Linked DNA regions of Sus scrofa: region 1 is linked to region 2. A link is a contact called in public HiChIP or PLAC-seq data. All regions are on one chromosome and are shown on one strand. Each heading gives the region's core, a stretch centred on a gene start, on an enhancer-like site or on the middle of the called end of the contact. The rest is flanking DNA. Distances are from core to core; before and after follow the strand shown.

Region 1 (4,982 bases), core at 2,350-4,849, 120 kb before region 2:
AAGTTCTTACTTTTCTTTTCTTTTACACTTATTTCCAAAGATGTATGAGTTAAGTACCACTACTCATAGCTGATTAGAAACGGTTACCTTTATATTTAGTGGTGAGGCTCTGCTCTCTATACTCTGGAAGCAGAAAATAGTAACTTGATGGCAGAAGATCTGCAGCACTCCGTGCTAAGGCCTCACAGAGCATAGCTTCTGTGGCCATTTAGTGTCAAAGCAAATATCCTCCTGACCTCAGTTTTACAGGGATCCCTGGATTATAGCCAAGTTCAGTAGGTGGTATTGACAGGAACAGTGGTAACAGTGAATGAGTCAGAAGACATTAAACCTCAAACCGTGTTCCATGTATTTTGTATAAGGAGATGCATCCAAAATCATTTTAAAAATTTAAGTTACTGGTACTTGTAAACTTGAATTAAATGGACTCTAATTCCACAATGATGGAAAATACTGAGTACTGTTCAATACTGAGTGTTCATGTTCTTCTCTTAGTTACATCCTGTTATCTATTATGGCCTATGTGAAATATTAGACTTTGTGTGATTACTATTTAAATTTCTCTTAGAATATTCCATTTACCTACGTAAGAATATCTCTTTTAAAATTACATTCTCTTTTTGATGTAGAGCTATCACATGTGATTTAAAGAAAAGGAGACTTCAAATCATTTACATATTGTTAAATGTATTTTAATGCCAGGAGACATGCCCACTTCCAGGATGGAAATGAATGCTATTTTATATATTTCTTAATTGTACCATTTTATTGTTCTAAACAAATATGATTTCAATATTGCTTTGATAACAAGCTGTCGTCAGTAGTAATTCTAACTGATGGCAGGCAAATGAGTCAGAGAATCTCTTAATGCCGTAGCTTAAATTTTCTGAGGAACCAAGCCAAATGACTATAGAAATATAAAGTTGTGTCTCTAAGGAAATGTCAAGTATTAATATCACAGTAAGTGAGAAATGAAGCGCTTGAGGATGCAACAATTGATGAAAACGAAGTCCCCAGTTATACGGAAACAACAGAGCACTTAAGCAAAGAATTTGGAACATGAGTGTCACTAGGGCATTTTGTAACTGATCCCTGCGCTGGAAAACAGTGGTCTTGTTTAGCAACTCTCCTTTTTATTTCTGATTTGTTTTCTCATGTCAACCTAGAAAAGGCTTGTCTACCTTCATATTAAAGACAAATCGAGTTCCCTGGTGGCCTAGCAGTTAAGGATCTTGCAGTGTCACTGCTGTGGCTCTGGTTGCTGCTGTGGCTCAGGTTCAATCCCTAGCCTAGGAAGCTCACATGCTGCAGGTGCGGCCAAAAACAAAAAACCCTTGAAGACAAATTGTCTGGCTAATGCTTGCATAAAGTTTTGAATAGTATCAAATAAAAGGAAAGGGGAAGAGTTTATAGCAGTAGAAGCTCGGGCTGTGTGATGCCCTTATTTCATTCACTCTGACCCTCTTCCTCACCTGCAATAAGAGGTTTGGACTGATCCCTAGGGAGCCTCCCAGTTCCGAAAACCTGTGGTTCCTTGGTGACAGATATATTAACTCTTCTCCAGTATTGGTTCTTTGTGCTGGGGTTTCCCACAAGTGTCCTCCTGTGCTATGACGCTGACAAGTCTGCAGTGGTGTCACCTAGCCCCAGAAATGAGTGAGCACAGTGTTTCCCCTTCAGAAGGCTCACGTTGGAACAGGGCTTGTGACCATCTTGGAACAGCATGTGATTAGTGCCTTCAAGGCAAAGATATAGGGCAGCCTTTTTAGTGTGCTCTGTTGGAAACTTTGAAAGTTGTTTTGAAAAATGGTTGTTTATACAGATGGAAATGCTTATGACTTTCATAGGTTTGTTAACTGTTGATGAGCTGTGCTTATATAGGGGAAGAGTTCTATGGAACCCCTGGAATTCATATATCTGGTGCTTGCAATGCCTTCTGCCGTTGGTGTATGTGTTGGGGTGGGTCCTGAAAGAGCACTGATGAGCCTCCATTATTTTCCTGGTGACATCCCATATTAAAATTAGTTTTCAGTCTCTAAATATACATTAATGGGTGATCCAGAAGCAGCAGAGTAGTGTGGGTAGCAAGCATAGAACTGAAAATCTTCAAATGTACAGATAATGAGGCACATCATTTACCAGTGAATAGAGAGCCAACTATTTTATGAAAATTCAGGACCTGAGAAGTGCCACTAAAAGTTGTTTATCACTTGTTTGGAGTAAGTACCTATTTATAGATTTTGTTTCAGTTATAGGAGAATATAAATGCATGTACTGTTAATTGATAGGGATGGTCTAATTATAACCCAATAATTTCCAGATGAGCTGGCTGTACTGTAAATCATAATTGCAGCAAGTGTGTCATGGGACCAGGGTTGTTGTATAATTCAAAAATTGATTTTTTTTTACTATTGTGTAAAAGTTACAGGGAAAGCAGATCTGTTGCTGATACATTATTATACATAGAAAATATGGTTCCCTTTAAGAAGGCTCTTTTTTTAGCTTGTTCAACTCAAAATAGCGTAGGACTTCAGATAGTGATCTCTCCAGGGGATGAGTCTGTTGGTAGTGACTGTGCTTCATGTTGAACTTTGTCACCCAGGAGAGAAACCAGAGAACCCCAAAAATCTTCCTTCTCAGTGCTCCTGTGAAATGCTGCATGGTGTTTCCTTTTCCTTTCTTTCCCGTAGTCTTAAAATGCATTCCTCTATCCCTCCCTTCCTTTGTCTGTTTCTTTGAATTTGAACATTTTAAGCATTTACTATAGGTCCAATTTGTAAATGAAATCTCGCCTATAATAAGCATATCAAGTTTAAAGGGTATGCAGTTCACAGATTTATTTTTACATGTTGACATTTATAAGCGCATGTGGTAACTTATGAAATCTTTTCATTACCTAATATGAAATTAGAACTTGTTTAGGTCTTTATTTTATCACAGATGAAACTGACTTCAAGTTTAGTTAAAAATAAATTTTGTCTGTTGTAGGAGGAAGTCAATTTGAGAAGCATGCTTACTTCTTAAATGCATGTAACTTACTTATGGATAAAGACATTTTTAAAAAAATAAGAACATATAAAATCATGCTGTTATTTGTAGCATAACAAAATCTGCTCAGCAAAATCTTTTGATTGCTAAAGATTCCTATGCTTCAGACTAGTAGAAACTTGTTTTTTTCTCTAAGGAAAACATGCACAAAAACTTTTTGGGAAACACTTTTAAAAAATTATTTTCTTTAAAAAATACTTTATATTCATCTTTCTAAGATTGTATTTTCTGTTTCACTGTACTTTTAATAATTAGGTTGATAAGTAAAAGAATTACAACATTAAATATGAAAGAAAAGCTGATTTTTTTTCCTTTTTATGAAATCTAATTATTTTTTCTTATGAAATCCAGGCGATGTAGTTACAGGAAGTGATGCTCAGGTTTCTGTTCCTGTCCAGACTCTAACTGACCTCCCAGGTACAGTTACCATGGCACTGTGGTCTGTTTCTTTGCCTGCAGTGTTCTCATTGCCGCCTCCGAAACTCCATTTTCCTTTTTGCCTGCCCTCCATTCATGCTGTTTATCAGTTCACTCCATTGTTCAGCCACTGGGTGGCACTGTTGTTTAGAACAAAAGTCCCCTCACATGTCATACAGTGGTGGCGGTGCTGAATATGGCTAAGATGTGAGGTTTTGGGGTTTTTTGTTTTTTGTTTTTTTTTTAATTAAGTTTGTCCCAGCCCCTTTCCTTGAAAAACATGATCACTCTATATTTTATGGTTATTTTAACCACATTTTATTTGGCAGCTCACGCTGAGGTGTTCTTTTTATGGCATTAGTGCTTTGTGACAGTATTTGACAAATTAGCTCTGATTATATTATATGTTGTTTCTATGCATATTGTTGTATGTATTAGCCAGAGGTACTTATTACATTTTACCTAAAAGAATTATAACTCAATTTTGAAATATGTTTTTAAGTATAGGCTTTGTATTATGAATTAATTAACAGAATTAAAGTTCAGCATGGCAAATCTCTGCACAGTAATTGACAGTGGCTTAAAATAAAAAGATAATATTTATTGTAACCATTTGTTCAAAATCTAGAAAAGGTTTATTTAAGAAATGCAAAATAAAAATAACCCATATTCAGCACCTCCTGTGAAATTTAGAAATATATAAATATTTAAAGTAGCTAGGTTCATCTTTTATTGTGTAATCTTTTAGATAAAATATGTTATAGAGAGGAATTCTGTATTAAATGGAAGTCTAGACTAACTTTAAAAATCCTCCGTTGGGGTTAATAGATGCAGACTATTGCCTTTGGAATGGATTAGCACTGAGATCCTGCTGGTAGCACTGGGAACTACGTCTGGTCACTTATGATGGAGCACGATAATGTGAGAAAAAAGACTGTGTACATGTATATGTAACTGGGTCACCATGCTGTACAGTAGAAAAGAGACAGAACACTGTAAACCAGCTATAATGGAAAAAATTAAAACATTATTAAAAAAAAAAACAGAATCCTCCACTCAAATTCACACTAAAAAAGGAAGTAGTATCAATTGAAATTCATGTCTTCCTTAGTTTAAAATATAGTCATACTACTAGTATTAAAATACTGTTCTAAATGTGATATGTCACCATGATATCTGTGCTTTTAAATAAATTTACAGAAAATAATATATTGTGATTAGGAGAAGAATGGTGTGTTCTCTTAACATCTTAGAAAAACATACTGCGGCAAAAGAAGGATGTGATCTTACTTCTATATATGGTTCCTCGTTTCACAGGTACAGTTTCTGGCTCTGTTCTGATAATTGAACCAGCTGACCTTTAGTTTAGGGCTTTTCAAGCTCGGGGATTCCGTGAAAGGCTGCTGTTTACTTTTAGTATCTGCTCTTTAGCTTGGTCCGTTATTGCACTTAAATGGATAGTGATGTGGTCATTTGATGTGGTGAGAATTCATAGGACTTAAATTAGTTTCCTAAAA
Region 2 (4,712 bases), core at 213-2,712:
ATAAAAGAAATCCTGAGGGTTCAGGAGGCTGTGGGGATTAGAGGAAAGGACACAGGTAGCGGCAACTTGCAAATGGCGATGTCGAGGTTGACGCCCCCTGACTCCTCCAGAGCACCTTCTAGACACCCAGAATTGGCTGAAAGAGGGTGCCTTCCTTTCCAATGCTTGCTGGCAATGTTTCACACGCCCATTACTGATACTAGTTCTGCTTGAAAACCCTGGTGTGATAAAGCCCAGAGAGACAAACCGCACTATCGTTCTTAGAAACATCTTGCAGTTTAGTCACTGAAGGTTAAGCAGGGCTGTACCTTTTAACCATGAAAGACATGCAAGGCTAAAGAAATGCAGGTCCACCTCGGGGGTCTGGAGAGGGACGCTCCTCTGCCCCTAGGCTCTGTGACACCTGGAGGACCAGCCCTTTACTCTGGGGACAATCAGGTACGGAGGCTCTGCGTGTGGGACCCTGAGCTTGGTGCTGAGAATTCACCAAGAACAGAACGCCCTGGGACCATGAGCAAACAGGAATCACGTAAGATGTGGCATCGTCACTGCCACCCACATGCTCCTGAGCCAGCACAGGGCAGTGGGAGAGTTCAACACCAAATCCTTCTGTCATGAGGATCAAGGCGCCCCCTGACTTAGGTGCGGTATACAAATGATGCAAGTAAGGGATGCAAACACAGGGAGGAGCCAGTGCCCCGGGTTTGGAAGTAAACAGCAGCAGGCACCCGCAGAGGGTGTCAGAGGAGATTCCAGAGGGAGGCAGCCCAGCAGAAGGTGGGCACACAGGAAACAATCAACGGCACTGGGGTCTGGCAGGAAGAATCCCCCCACCACACCCCAGACCTCAGCAGAGATGATTCACACTGCACACCTGTCACTGAATGAACACACCCCTCCCTATGGGAGAAGGAACTGCCAGTTGTCAACTTGTTATAGTTGTTAAGTCACATACTTAGAATTAAGTTCGTCTGTGGTAAATCACTTATAGTTCTTGTCCACAGCTTGGGTCCACTGATTCTCACCTCCTGCAGTCTTTGCCCGAGTTCTCCTTGAGTAAAGGGCCCAACTAGGTGTTGTTCAGGGAGCTCTCCAGGCTGAAGGTTCCTATTAAGAGCACTGGGTTCAAGGTCCAGCAGCAGAGAGGGCAGTGCCAGCCCAGGCTCCGAGCCCCCACCGGCTGCTCTGAGGGCTGATGCCTGGCTCTCATTCAGTGACAACTGTGGCTTCATGCATCGTGGACACGGGGGAGGGAGGGACCCTACGGGGGTGCTGTTAGATGGATGGGGCACCAGTCTCGGGCTGGGACTTTGCTTTATAACAAGATAGGAGTATAAATAGCACAAGTATTGGCTGACTGAGTCAAAATGAAAGTCATTCAACGCCTCCTCGGCATCAGGTATGTGCTGGGTGTTCTCCGTGACCTCTGATGCTCACCAAGCCCATGCCGGGTGGGGGGTTGGGGTGCTGGTTTCACAGATGTGAACACTGTGGACACAGGAGGGAAGCCATGTTCCCAGGACCAGGTGGTTTGACAGGCAAAAGTCTGTAAGTAATCAACAGTGGGACTGGCATCCATGTGACTCAAGGCCTCTGCTGTTAATGGAATAGGTCTTGACCACTAGCCGGCAGCTACACCCGTGGAGGAGAGGAAAGCACATTCCAACCAGAGGCTGGATGGAAGCAGAAGGGAGTTTCCTAGCTCCTGACGGGTGCTACACACCGGGAGCAACATCTCAGCTACTGGCCTGGGCCCAGAAGTGTCTCTACTATACAGCACTTTGGGACAACATTTTTTAAATGACAATAATACACCATTTACTTGGCCCCACTTAACAATTCATTATTTAAAAACAGCAATCATTTATATTTAATGTGAAAACACTAGAACAAGTATCTTGGACTAGACAGAAGCAGATATGTGGGGAGTGACACATCGAGAGATGAGTCAAAGGGAAAAACTGCTTTAAGTTACCTTATTTCCTTTGTCTGCATTACATTAATATGTCAGTACAATGCAAGAACCAATTTTGTAAGCGCTATCTGCATTAATGCAAGTGCATTCATTTCATCAAGTCCCATTAAATGCACAGGTATAAGTCTCAGCACCAAAATTAGACATCCCACTGCCGGCCCAGCAAACTGACCACGTGGATGGGCCCTCATACTATGTATGAAGTAAACGCTGCTTTAATATAGCTGTTGCTAATGGATTTTACATTAGTGTCCAGTTACCAGTACCTCCTAAATTTCTGGAACTAATGCATTCAGAAAATCCACAGATTTAACATAGCCCAGAAACCCATTTCATGAATTTGATCAACTCTAAAACAAGGTTTTGGGGTTTTTTCCCTGTCTTTTTAGGGCCGTACCCACGGCACATGGGGGTTCCCAGGCTAGGGGTCTAATCGGAGCTCTAGCTGCTGGCCTATGCCAGATCCAAGCCATGTTTGCAACCTACAGGACAGCTCACGGCAACGCCAGATCCTTAACCCACTGAGCGAGGCCAGGGATCAAACCCGAAACCTCATGGTTCCTAGTCAGATTCATTTCCACTGTGCCACGATGGGAACTCCTAGGACAAGAAGTAGATAGATGGAATTCCTAAGATAAGGAGTAGATACAGGACTCACGTAGATGAAAACTAGGAAGTTTCAACAAAAGGCAAAGTAAAAATTAAAGTTCATATTTTATGAAGCTGGAAAGAAACCAGAAAGAAAAGCCCTGTTTTGAAAGTAACTCCCCATGTTGGTATAAGGAAAACTTCTCTGTTCATAGATATCATTATGAGAAGAACTATTTCTATATTAATGTATTTTACATAACTATATTTCTGTATACCACTTCATTTTCTGTTTTTAAACTTCCCTATCAAGTAGGAATAGTCTGTTCTCAGAATAAGCAAGTCTGTGGTTCTACGTTGTCAGGATCCTATGTCTGATTATAGACAATGTACCAAATCTTCTTTTACTGCAGGAGCCCAAATTTTGATAGTTAAAAAAGGAATTTGCTAATCCTTTTAAGTCCTTGAGTGACACAAGTTTAATAATAACAGGAATAACATGGTCTCAGTTCTGGATTTTTCTTCCCCTTATCTTGTGCTGTCGCTCAGTTTCCAATTGAAAATGACTCCACTGAGTCCTCCTGAGGCTGCCCTCACTCTGACACATGGTTGCTGCCACTGCTTCGACTGTGGCCGTTTCCAGTGATTAAAAAGTCCCAGAAGCGCTGAAGTCATTGTAAAAGAGAGTGGCTAGATGGCAAAAAAAAGTTTTGTTCTTTCCTATGGGTTCTGTGACTCTGTGACACACCACAGATAGATCTCCTTCCCAACTCAAATCATCGGGCATCGATCTCAAACTTGCCAATGGACTTACAAAAATGATACACCTCTCCTCCACCCCCCCCCCAAACACCCCCGGAGCTCCAAGGCCATCTTGAGAGCCATACAAGCCTTTGTGGACAGTGAATGTCCAGGTGGCAGGTGTGGCTCAGGGGAGATCCTGGGAGGAATTGACCAAAGCAAGACTTGCCTCTTGAGGCCCCAGGGATGGATAACGAAGCAGTGCCTGTGAATCAAGGGTTGAGGTCTTCAGAAGACAAACCAGTTCAATCCAAAGCAGTATTTTCCCTCCATCTGAACTATCTCTGTGGCAGTCTCTGAAGCTCAGTGTCGCTGAAGGACTGTCACCCTTGTGCTACACAGCCCTACAAAGTCAGTCTATTCACCAAGGCTGAGAACAGAATTAAAAATGAAATTCCTTCAGGAATCCGACACTCTGGTGCCTCTTTCGGTGCTCCTGGAAGTAACATCCTCTCTGTTAACAACGGTACTTCTGTTTTCAACACTTCACAATAATCATTACTGTGTGGGTGAAGAATTTTCGAATCAAATGTGGGAACTCTGGGATCCAGGACTTCGAAAGTGAAATGCAGAGGTGAAACATTTTCTTTCACGAAAGCTTCCAAGTACAGCAAAACATCACAGAACTGAACTAATGGAAGAGAAACTGTTTATGAAGCTATTGTTGGAAATGACAACGTAGCTTTTCAATACCTGAAAGTAATATAAAAATCATACATCTGCACTGGGGCACAAAAGTTACATGGCTACAGGGGGTCTTTGCCCAGCTGAAGCTACCATTAAAGCTGCACCCCCCCATCTGACACACACCGCTGAGTGGGTACCATCCAGGGGCCAAGGGACATCAGGCCATTAACAGCTGCAGTCATCATCCCTTCCAGCAAGGTCACTAGGAAAACACTTTCTAAATAACAAACCATTTCCAGAGTAACTCGTCCTAGTTTCCTCATGAAACCTCACTTCCACATTTCTCACTATGCAAATAATAGGAAGTCACTGGGGGAAAAATCTATAAACGAGAAAAATGATAGAACTCTGCCAGAAAAAAAGGCAATACTGGATTGTTAGCAAACATGCAGCAAGGAGCGTGTCAGGGTGCTACTGCATACAGGACCCCCTGCCAATGCGACAGGAGGGGCAGGATATAGATCCATGTGAAGCATTGTTAGGCTCTCCAGTCATGTCCACGCGTGTTAGAGAAAAGTAGGGAATGAGCTTAGAGAAGGGCAAGATTGGATGGGATACAGAATTACAGTCGAGGTAGAATGTCAGGACTCTGAACAAACGGTAAGGGAGGAATGGGGGTTTGGATGTGACGGGGGGCAAGAAGTAGGCAGGATACAGAGAG

The links. HiChIP or PLAC-seq counts read pairs in DNA pulled down with a chosen protein or histone mark.
Region 1: an H3K27ac HiChIP or PLAC-seq map of skeletal muscle shows a contact between it and region 2. The contact joins two enhancer-like sites. A contact is called at or near these places in 9 of 47 Hi-C or Micro-C datasets (alveolar macrophages, embryonic fibroblasts, fetal heart ventricle and 4 more) and 2 of 2 datasets of contacts at active chromatin or transcription factors (alveolar macrophages and skeletal muscle).

The regions. Positions count from the first base shown.
Region 1 is chr13:4,266,803-4,271,784 of Sscrofa11.1, reverse strand. The region is part of intron 19 of TBC1D5 (TBC1 domain family member 5); the gene reads left to right. Among named protein-coding and RNA genes, the nearest start is that of PLCL2, 280 kb to the right of the region's middle. Within about 2 kb of position 3,599, at least 4 of the 83 cell types and tissues checked have an H3K27ac peak or open chromatin away from gene starts, as enhancers often do. A contact at or near this core is called in skeletal muscle, where this site is marked.
Region 2 is chr13:4,144,066-4,148,777 of Sscrofa11.1, reverse strand. All of the region lies in intron 4 of PLCL2 (inactive phospholipase C-like protein 2), which reads right to left. Among named protein-coding and RNA genes, the nearest start is that of PLCL2, 150 kb to the right of the region's middle. Within about 2 kb of position 1,462, at least 7 of the 83 cell types and tissues checked have an H3K27ac peak or open chromatin away from gene starts, as enhancers often do. A contact at or near this core is called in skeletal muscle, where this site is marked.